Linked DNA regions of Xenopus laevis: region 2 is linked to region 1. A link is a contact called in public Hi-C data. All regions are on one chromosome and are shown on one strand. Each heading gives the region's core, a stretch centred on a gene start, on an enhancer-like site or on the middle of the called end of the contact. The rest is flanking DNA. Distances are from core to core; before and after follow the strand shown.

The links. A called contact is a pair of places that touch in the nucleus more often than the background predicts.
Region 2: a Hi-C map of the XTC cell line shows a contact between it and region 1, with 4 times the contacts expected there. The contact joins two enhancer-like sites. A contact is called at or near these places in 2 of 4 Hi-C or Micro-C datasets (the XL177 cell line and the XTC cell line).

The regions. Positions count from the first base shown.
Region 1 is chr2S:139,402,598-139,407,313 of Xenopus_laevis_v10.1, forward strand. No RefSeq gene overlaps it. Among protein-coding and RNA genes, the nearest start is that of krt8.1.S, 28 kb to the left of the region's middle. Within about 2 kb of position 2,209, at least 1 of the 7 cell types and tissues checked has an H3K27ac peak or open chromatin away from gene starts, as enhancers often do.
Region 2 is chr2S:139,792,687-139,797,402 of Xenopus_laevis_v10.1, forward strand. No RefSeq gene overlaps it. Among protein-coding and RNA genes, the nearest start is that of faim2.S, 29 kb to the right of the region's middle. Within about 2 kb of position 2,190, at least 3 of the 7 cell types and tissues checked have an H3K27ac peak or open chromatin away from gene starts, as enhancers often do.

The DNA.
Region 1 (4,716 bases), core at 959-3,458:
ACTCTATGTTCAGCACATGGGGATCCCCATCAGCCACTGATATGGTTAAACCTCTCTTACTGAAATTCCCAACCGTCCTATTTGGATCCTGGCCCTGTTGTTCTTTCCAGACTTAATCCTCAGCTCTTTCCCACGATACCTGCACCATGATCTGCCCCTCCAGACTCTTAAAGCTTCAAGTTCTGCCTATTTAAAGCACATTGATCTTAATTTTCCCTTGTCTGTGTTTATGTGCCCAAGTGAGCAGCGCTGAGTACTTTATACACTTTCTTCTAGGATTCTTGTAACTTATAATGAGTGGCTTCGCATGCTTCTGTCTTTATGTTACTGATCAATTAAACTTGTAAAATGCATATTTAGGCCTGTATTTGGTGCTGGTGTCACCAGTGTTAGAGTAGCGACCTGGGAATTAAAGCAAGAGATACAAAATTAAGACAAATTACAAATTGTCTCATTAGATCACTGTTATATGAACAGTTAATTTAAAGGTGACACTATCCCTTTAACATTGATACCATATATGAACACTTAAACTCGTTTAGGCTTTATTGATGTTTATGCATAATCCTGAAGCTCAGCTGATTTTTGGTGCCCCCAAAAAAGCAAATTAGAGATCGTAGTGTCACCTGTACAGATATACCTTGAATATGCTTTACTATTATTATTATTTAGAGATGATCTGGGTTTACAATCAAGATCCAGAGCTGGTTTAAAAGCTTTGGTTGTCCAAGGCAATCGCCAACCCCCATCTGCTCCTCGCCACATTCACCCCAACGTCCACCACTAAAAAACTTCTGGTGTGGAATGGCACATGTAATAATATCAAACCACCAGCAGGTGTCACATGCATACTTAATACACGCCAACTTTTTAACAACTTCATCATCAGAAGATTGAGCATAAGCATTTAATGATTGCCATAAATTAACATTTTACTCCAATTTAACATTAGATCTGTGATAAAGCCCACTTGGAGTGGTCATAGTTACTTTAAGTGGTGGCCAGGGCAAAATATTTAGGGGTGGGTTGTGGGTCAAGAGGGATAAGGGGCTCTATATATGAAAACAAACTGTAACACTCCTGCTGTTGTTAAAGGAGAACTAAAGCTTAACTGAAGAAGTAGGCTAGAAATGTTGTACATAATGTTTTGGGTTTCTCTACCAGCCCTAGGCAACCACAACACTTTAGCAGTAAAGATCTGTGTCTCCAAAGATGCCCCTGTAGCTCCCCATCTTTTTTCTGCTGATTCACTGCACATGCTCTGTGCTGCTGTCACTTACTGAGCTTAGGGAACCACTCACAATATACAGTACACATAGAATAGAAATGTCACAATATAAGGCTGATTAGGAATTAGTAGAGATAATAACTACATGGCAGCACAGGAAACAGAATTTAATAATCAGCCTTGCATCATCAAACAAACCTCATTGCGACAACCCCTAAGCTTAGCTTCTCAACAGCTGCTCAGAGCCCACTGAGCATGTGAGTGTCACAGACACTTTCCAAGACGGTGACCCCCCTGTGACAAGTTTGAAGTCCTGGATCATTGCTGCTATTGACAAGCTGAGACTTTAGGCTGGTGCAATAAGTTCAGTATATAAAATATGACATTTTTAGCCACATTAATTGAAAAGGGTTTAGTTCTCCTTTACATTACATCTTCCAGAATCAATTCATTAGCCTTTACTTGTGCCCATGCATGTGCCTCACAACTAGACACCATGCTAGTTGCAGCTAGGGTTGCCACCTTTTCTGGAAAAAAATACCGGCCTTCCTATATATTTATCTTTTTTCCTTATTAATAACATTGGGATCAACCATCATTTTTACCTGCCAGGTGGCAACCCTAGTTGCATCCTACCTTACACTTTGCAGAATAGCCAAAGGTCTATACCAGGCTGTATTCATGAGAGGCAGGTGGGGGGGTCTACATAGATGCCCCCCCTTATGTCCCCTAACAGTGACTTCAATTACCTGACCTTCAGATTTTGCTCTGCACCTTAGTAGCTTAGCACTCTGGTCCACAAGTCCAATGTAAATGAGCACTATTAGTGCTCCTTGTCGCAGGGACGGCAGTACAGAGATTTACTTCCCAATGTGCACAGTTCACTGCAATCATAAAAAGTCATTATCAGCAGTCGAACACTAGAGGACAGCAAATTATAGGGAAAGATCAGAACACAGGTAGTATTCTTGAAGCTAAGAAATGAGAGATTGTAAAATGTCTGGCCATTCATTAAGCACTTTGCCCAGAGCATACCTCCCTCCCTCTGTACCTCACACAGGATTTAGGAGCAGAAGGAAACTCTGGGGGATTCAGGGTAGCCTTGTGCTTATGGCTTTCCATAGGGTAGGCCTACATGTCTACACCAGCCCAAATTAAGGTTGCCACCTTTTCCGGAAAAAAATACCGGCTTATTTAATTCCGTATGAATAACATTGGGAACAACCATAATTTTTAACGGCTAATTTTAATATACCGGACAGGTGGCATCTCTAGCCCAACTGTAAATAGATGAACACAATTCTGCAAACCAGGCAGGTCTTGTATTCCGAGTGCACAGATATGTACTTTTTACAATTTTAACCTACAGCACTTTAATACCCCTCCGAACTGTGCCTGTATGTTACCCTCCCATTTAGACTGTAAGCCCTACGGGGTAGGGTCCTCTAGCCTTTTGTTTCCTTGACACCGAGCACTTAATCTGTATTGTAATTATATTTTATATTTATGTGAATTGTATTCTAATAATGCACTTATTATTACTTTTTATTCCAATGACCCCTTGTTTGTTACTACTAATTTATTGTTTTGCTGTACAGTGCTTTGCCCTCAAGGAACACTATACAAAAAAAATATACATACAAAAAATATACATACATACATACATACAATTTGTACCCTACCCCATGCCAAAAAATGGCCCCTTCTGTCCATGCCATTTGGTATAGTGGTATAAACAGTAGAGTTATGGGACCTGTTATCCAGAATGCTCAGGACATGGGGTTGTCTGGATAATGGATATTTCTGTAAACACCTTAAGTCTACTAGAAAATCATTTAAACATTAAATACACACAATAGGCTGGTTCTGGTTCGGTACATTGTATACATGGTATAGCCAAGCGCTGCAATTGCCATCTCCCACTTGTACAGATGGTTCTCAGCCAGAAAAACTTAAATGCATATTTGTGCAGCCAAGAACTGTCTGTACTACTAGTGTTAGGTACTTTCCATGAAAGTCCACTGGAAGCTGCAGGATTGGAAGCTAGGGAAAACTATGCTACTGGAATGCCACCGCTCATACACAAAACCATATATACATAATACAATGCACACACAATACAGGTGTGGGACCAGTTATCAAGAATGCTTGGGACCTGGGGCTTTCTAGATAATGGATCTTTCTGTAATTTGGATCTTCATATCTTAAGTCTTCTAGAAAATCCTATAAACATTAAATGAACCCAACAGGCCGGTTTTGCTTCCAGTAAAAACGAATTAAATCTTAGTTAGGATCAAGTACAAGGTACTTTATTATTATTAGACTGAAAAAGGGAATACTTTTTAAAAATTTTGACTATTGATAAAATAAAGTCTATGGAAGACGGCCTTTCCGTAATTTGGAACTTTCTGGATAACTGCTTTCCGAATAATGGATCCCATACCTGTACAGTGCACACACAATAGAATACATGCACACTACTATGCATACATGAATAAAACAGTTCCCTTAATATAAGGATAGTTAAGTGACAAGCAGCATATAGTGCCTATACAGCACAGTGTGTATATGCATATTTCAGGTTTGATTTCTCAACCATTTGCAAGTATTAAGCAGGGCATACAGTTTAATATCCATTTGACAAGGACACCATACTAATACTAGTCGATCTTAACTCCGCTTGGCCTATAGCGCCCAGTTAAGAAAGCATTTTATCAATGAGCGAGCCAATGTGCTTCTGGTTTTTCAAACCTGCAGATAGCTGCCCAATATTTGGTCATATATATATATATATATATATATATATATATATATATATATATATATATATATATATATATATATATATATATATATATATATATATATATATATAGGTTGGGCAGCCTATCAGAATTGCTCCTTGCATGGGCCAAAAGACTGCTCACTTTGGGCTGGAGGGACAGATTTGTCAGCTATATTTGTTGGAGTTGTTACATTTACTAGTACTGTCAGTTCCTCAAAAATGTGCGATCTGTGGAAAGCAGATTTAGAGATAAGAATGTGCCAATGGGGATTTCATAATAAAGTGTGTTTTCTATTTGACAGCCATGGACATAAACTGACTTGCTGGGGCCACATGTACGGGCAGATGGTCAACCAGCCTAGGAAATTCTAGTGCAAGCTGGAATGGCTGTGCAGTTGCCTGTAGTAATAGGATGGTTTCAGATTTCTGACTACGTTCCAAGGTGGAATGCCTGGGGCACAACAGCTTCACCCTAGGGAACACCCCAGACAGCTCTCTGTGTGTAGTCATTGGCACAGCTTTGTCTCCCACTGGCTTGCCTTGTTTTGTATTGCCACAGAGACCTGGGAAAGGTGTGGCTCCCAAAAGCTGCCACCTTTGTGCTCAGCAAAAGCATGTACGTTAGTATTTAGTAAAATAGTATGCAGATAGCAAAAGAAGATGAATAAAATATAATATAAGGCAAGGATTTGCAGGCTGCCTG
Region 2 (4,716 bases), core at 940-3,439, 390 kb after region 1:
TGAAAATACATGGTATGGATGGGCTGGTCTTTCTACAGCAGGGACCTTTGTGTATAGGGATGGAGAAACATAAATATGACTAAACTGAAAAATATCTCCTTCAATTTCACCTACCAGTCCATTTACAACACATCAGGTGGCATGAATATGCATATGTCACATGACACTCTCTTGAAAACAAATTTTGGGCCACAGTCTTATTTACACCTTTCCACAACAACATTTCATCCTATTTCCTCAGCTGGTGCCATTCCTATATACTTACTTTGCACATAGTTCTTTTCCCCAGCCCCACCCTGACACACTAACAGAGACTGCTACAGTTTTGGCCCAGGCGCTAGAGGAAACCTGATCGGCCCCTTCTATTTCCTGCAAAGCTCCACAGCAGAGACACACCCAACCTTGCCAGCTGGAAGGATTCTGTAACAATAAAGGCAGGGACTGGCCTCAATATTACAGCTCTGAATGTGCTGCTGGATCAGATTCCCCCCATATGTAATAAAAGGCACAAAGTTTGCCATGAGGCAGTTACCCATAGCAACCAATAAGAGGTTTGCTTATAAACAGGTGCTCAGTAAATGCTGCCTGCTAATTGGTTGATAGTGGCCAGACCTGTAGTCTGCTTGAGGAATACATATATTATTAAAGGAGAAAGGCTAAAACTAAGTAAGCTTTATCAGAAAGGTCTGTATAAATACACAAGTAAACCCTCAATGCTGTAATGCTGCTCTGAGTCCTCTGTCAAAAGAAATACCAAATTTCTTTCCTTCTATTGTGTACATATGGGCTTCTGTATCAGACTTCCTGCCTTTTAAACCTCCAGGGCGTTAGCTTGAGCATGCTCAGTTTGCTCCTCTCCCCTTCCCTCTTCTTCCCCTCCCTCCTCCCCTCCCTGCTGTAATCTGAGCCCAGAACTATGAGAGAGCAGGGAGAGGCAGGAAGTGATTTCACGCCAAGCTAATATGGCAGCTGCTATCCTAAAAAAACATAGAGAGTTTTTAGAGCTGGTTACTCAGGTATGGTAAAGTATTCTATAGAATAAATATAGTGTTATAGCTTGCACTATTGTGGCTAATCTATTGGCAATAAGCTGCTTCGGCAGTTTTCCTTCTCCTTTATTAGCTGAAGCTGGCACAAGGGATTGGTACTATTATACGGGTCATTGTTGTGTTTGCCTCAGTCTCATGTGTCTTGAGAGAGTCAGCAGTAGTGATGGTCGAAAATCGTGAATTTGCCGAGAAGATTTTCTGGCAAAAAGTCGCTGGCATCTAAAAATTTTGACGCATGCAATTGTTTAGACGCCGGCATCAAAGTTTTTTCGACTCCAGGAAACAGTTCCGACGCGTCAAAATGTGTGCCCACATCAAAATTTACGTTTCTTGAATTTTTCGCCAGTTTCGTGGATTTCGCAAAATGCGCAAAAATTGTGGTGAAGCGAAACTGGACAAATTCGCCTATCACTAGTCAGCAGGCCCACACTGACAATCTGTAGATTCTGGCAAGTCCCGGATGGGCTTCTGTAAAATGCCATAAACATTCACTATTTATCTGGCCTGTTTGGGTCTCTGGCGTCAGTTTACTAAGGTGCATTTAGCAGCAATAATAGCCTGCGCCAGAAAAAACGCCAGAAAATCCTCAAGAGCAAGTTTACTGCGAGCACTTCTGTCATTGCAAATATTCTGGTGAGCATATACAATTAACACCTATTATCGCATTCATGCTACTTACGTTGTCTCACAAGGTTTACTAAACGCCTGCTTGGTGCCCATGCTTGCCCCAGATTTTGCATGGAAATATTTCCTGGCATTCCTTGCAAATTCCAAACCCCCTTTTCTGATATGTCTAAATGTCAGGATATTGCTTGTGCAAACTCATTGTACAAAATATCAACATACACAAGGGGCATCTGAATAAGGTACAATTCTTTGCTGGTATTTGTGCGCAGAGGTAGAGACAGATACCTCTAATGGTTTGAGCCACTGAATAGGAAGCTTTACACTCCCAGTACAAGCCTGGGCACGCATGGTGACAATGAGGTGCTTAGAAGGTGACAAGTGTGAGACACATTCCCTATAGAGAAGGGAACATTAGTGAGAAAAGCAGTTATGCAAGTGGCTATAGAGCAGGCAGGCCTTGTTGTTTGGAGCTGAATGTGCAGCTTTGGGAAATGCCAGCCATGAAGCTGTTGGTGCAAATTCTTCCCCTATAATCTGCACTTTTAACTGTACAGGAGAACTCCCTCTGGAAAGCTGTAAATGGAAGTCTAATGGCAACAAGTACACACAAACGTGTTCAATTACAAGGCTTATGTGTGTATAATACCTATAAAAGCATATAGGCTCGGCCTTGTTTGATTGCCAATACCCTACCTCAATAAGATCCTTGAGCCAAATACTTCACGTATTTCTCATCACAAATGCATTTCTTAACATGACACGAATTACTACTTCTTGAGAGAAAAAAAAATTCTGAAGACACTTGGCTACAGGGCGGTGGCTCATTTATTTGGTTAGAAGATGAATCACTAGCACCCCCATGTGAGGCACATCAGTAATGAGGGGAATTATGGATGGTAATCCACATCAGTGTAGTGTAGTTTCCTAATCAGCATCTGCACAGCTTAGAAGGTAAAATTTGCCAAATCTTTAAAGTTGTGGACAAACAGGAACATAAAACCGCAGAAACTGTGCTGCAAGGTTTTTTTTATTCACAACATGTTTCGAGCTAAAGTGGCTCTTTTTCAAGTGCTAATCAGTGCACATTACAAACAGGTTTTTAAATCCATATACACTCCACCCCCTTGGCGTGATAGGTTACTAAAAACATTAACTCACCGAGGTCACTGCAGTGGGCTGAAAAGCAGTACAGGGGGTAAAGTGTAACCTACCATTTTTATGGTTTTATTGGCTATTGGACTATTTGGATTTTTTACTACACTGGACTATAAGCACCACAGTTACACTGATTACATTATATGATATGAGGCCAGGCTAACAAATCCCCACTGCAGTGACCTCGATGAGTTAACGGTTTTAGTAACCTATCACGCTAAGGGGGTGGAGTGTATATGGATTTAAAAACCTGTTTGTAAAGTGCACTGATTAACACTTGAAAAAGAGCCACTTTAGCTCGAAACATGTTGTGAATAAAAAAACCTTGTTCATGTTTGTCCACAACTTAAAAGACTTGGTATTTGCATCGCTTCTATTTCGGGACAGAAGCTGTGGCGCAGGAGCCCTATCGTGATACTGGTACAAACTACTACTTCTTTCAGTTGAAGGTAAAATTTGTATGGATCCCATTCCCCAGCTCTGCACTATTCTGATGAGCCCCAATAAGGGCAAACCAGTCTGTAATCAGTAGCTCTTCAGCATTTGCCTTGGTTGTGCTTTAATTCCCAGAGGTTGAGCTTTAGCCTATAGCAGGGCTGTCTGGCGACCCAGGTACAATCAAAATTAACAAACAAAAGCCCCCACAAAGAAACTAAAAGCTATAGAATTGGGAAAAACACAGTAAATTTTTATACTATGGTCTGACACTTGTGTTGTTCATAGGACCACTATTCTGTACCTTGGCCTAAAATAAAAGCAGGTGACAAAACTTTTTTTTCTTATTCTCCCTACTGACAGCACAACAGTCCAAATGGCAGCCCGTGGGCCAGATGCGACCCGTGACCCCCCCCCAGCCTTGTGTGCCCCCACATGAATGTCTGTCTGTTGTGATTGCTTACCTTGTGTAACATTTAAATTATCAGTACTGAGATTAATTGGCCCTTCATTGTTTACACCTCAAATTCACCCCTGTATTGTAGACACCTGTAACACCTCTATTGTTCACACTCCTTAAACCCTTTACTGTTCACACCTCAGACCCAGACTGAAACTGCCCCCATTGTTCACCTGTTCACACTCAGACAAACTGCTGAAGGGGCACCAGCACTGTGTCACTGTATGTAGAACAGTATCAACTGTTCATCTTAGAGTCCTGATAGGTTTTCCTGTCTCCTGCTATATTCTGCCTTCCCTATGCTCCCTATGAGTGCCATACTCTGCATTCCCTGTGCTCCCTGTGTGTGCCATTCTCTGCCTTCCCCATGCTCCCTGTGTATGCCATTCTCTGCCTTCCCCATGCTCCCTGTGTATGCCATTCTCTGCCTTCCCCATGCTCCCTGTGTGTGCCATGCTCTGCCTGCCCTATTGTCACGGTCGGTACCCAAAATCCAGAACCAATGCTAGGTTCCCTGGTCTCGGCTCTTGCTTCCACCTTTAACAGCCGCCTTTCATCTCGGGAGGAGCCCTCGTCTAATTGGATGCCGCCAGGTCTTATTAAGAGAGGAGCCAAGCTAAGGGTTCTGGACGAGCAGAGGGACATGATCGTTAGCAAAGTCTTTTTGGGCAGAAGGTCTGTTCAAGGAACAGAGTGTAGTCAAACCAGGCCTGGTTGGTGCTGGCAGAATACAAGCGAAGTCGTACAGGCAAGGGTCAAAACGAGAAGATCAATTAGAAGAGTCAAACAGGCACGGGTCGGATTACAGAATTCAGAATAGTCGGGTAACAGGCCAAGGTCAGGATCACAGAATACAGATTAGTCAGGAAAGCAGGGCTCAAAACAGGAATCAGATAACAGGAGCAGACAAAATAGCACCCAGGAACTCTAAGAGATGAACCTAACAACGGGCAATAAATTCAATGCTGAAGTCCCTTTTAATACTTTTTG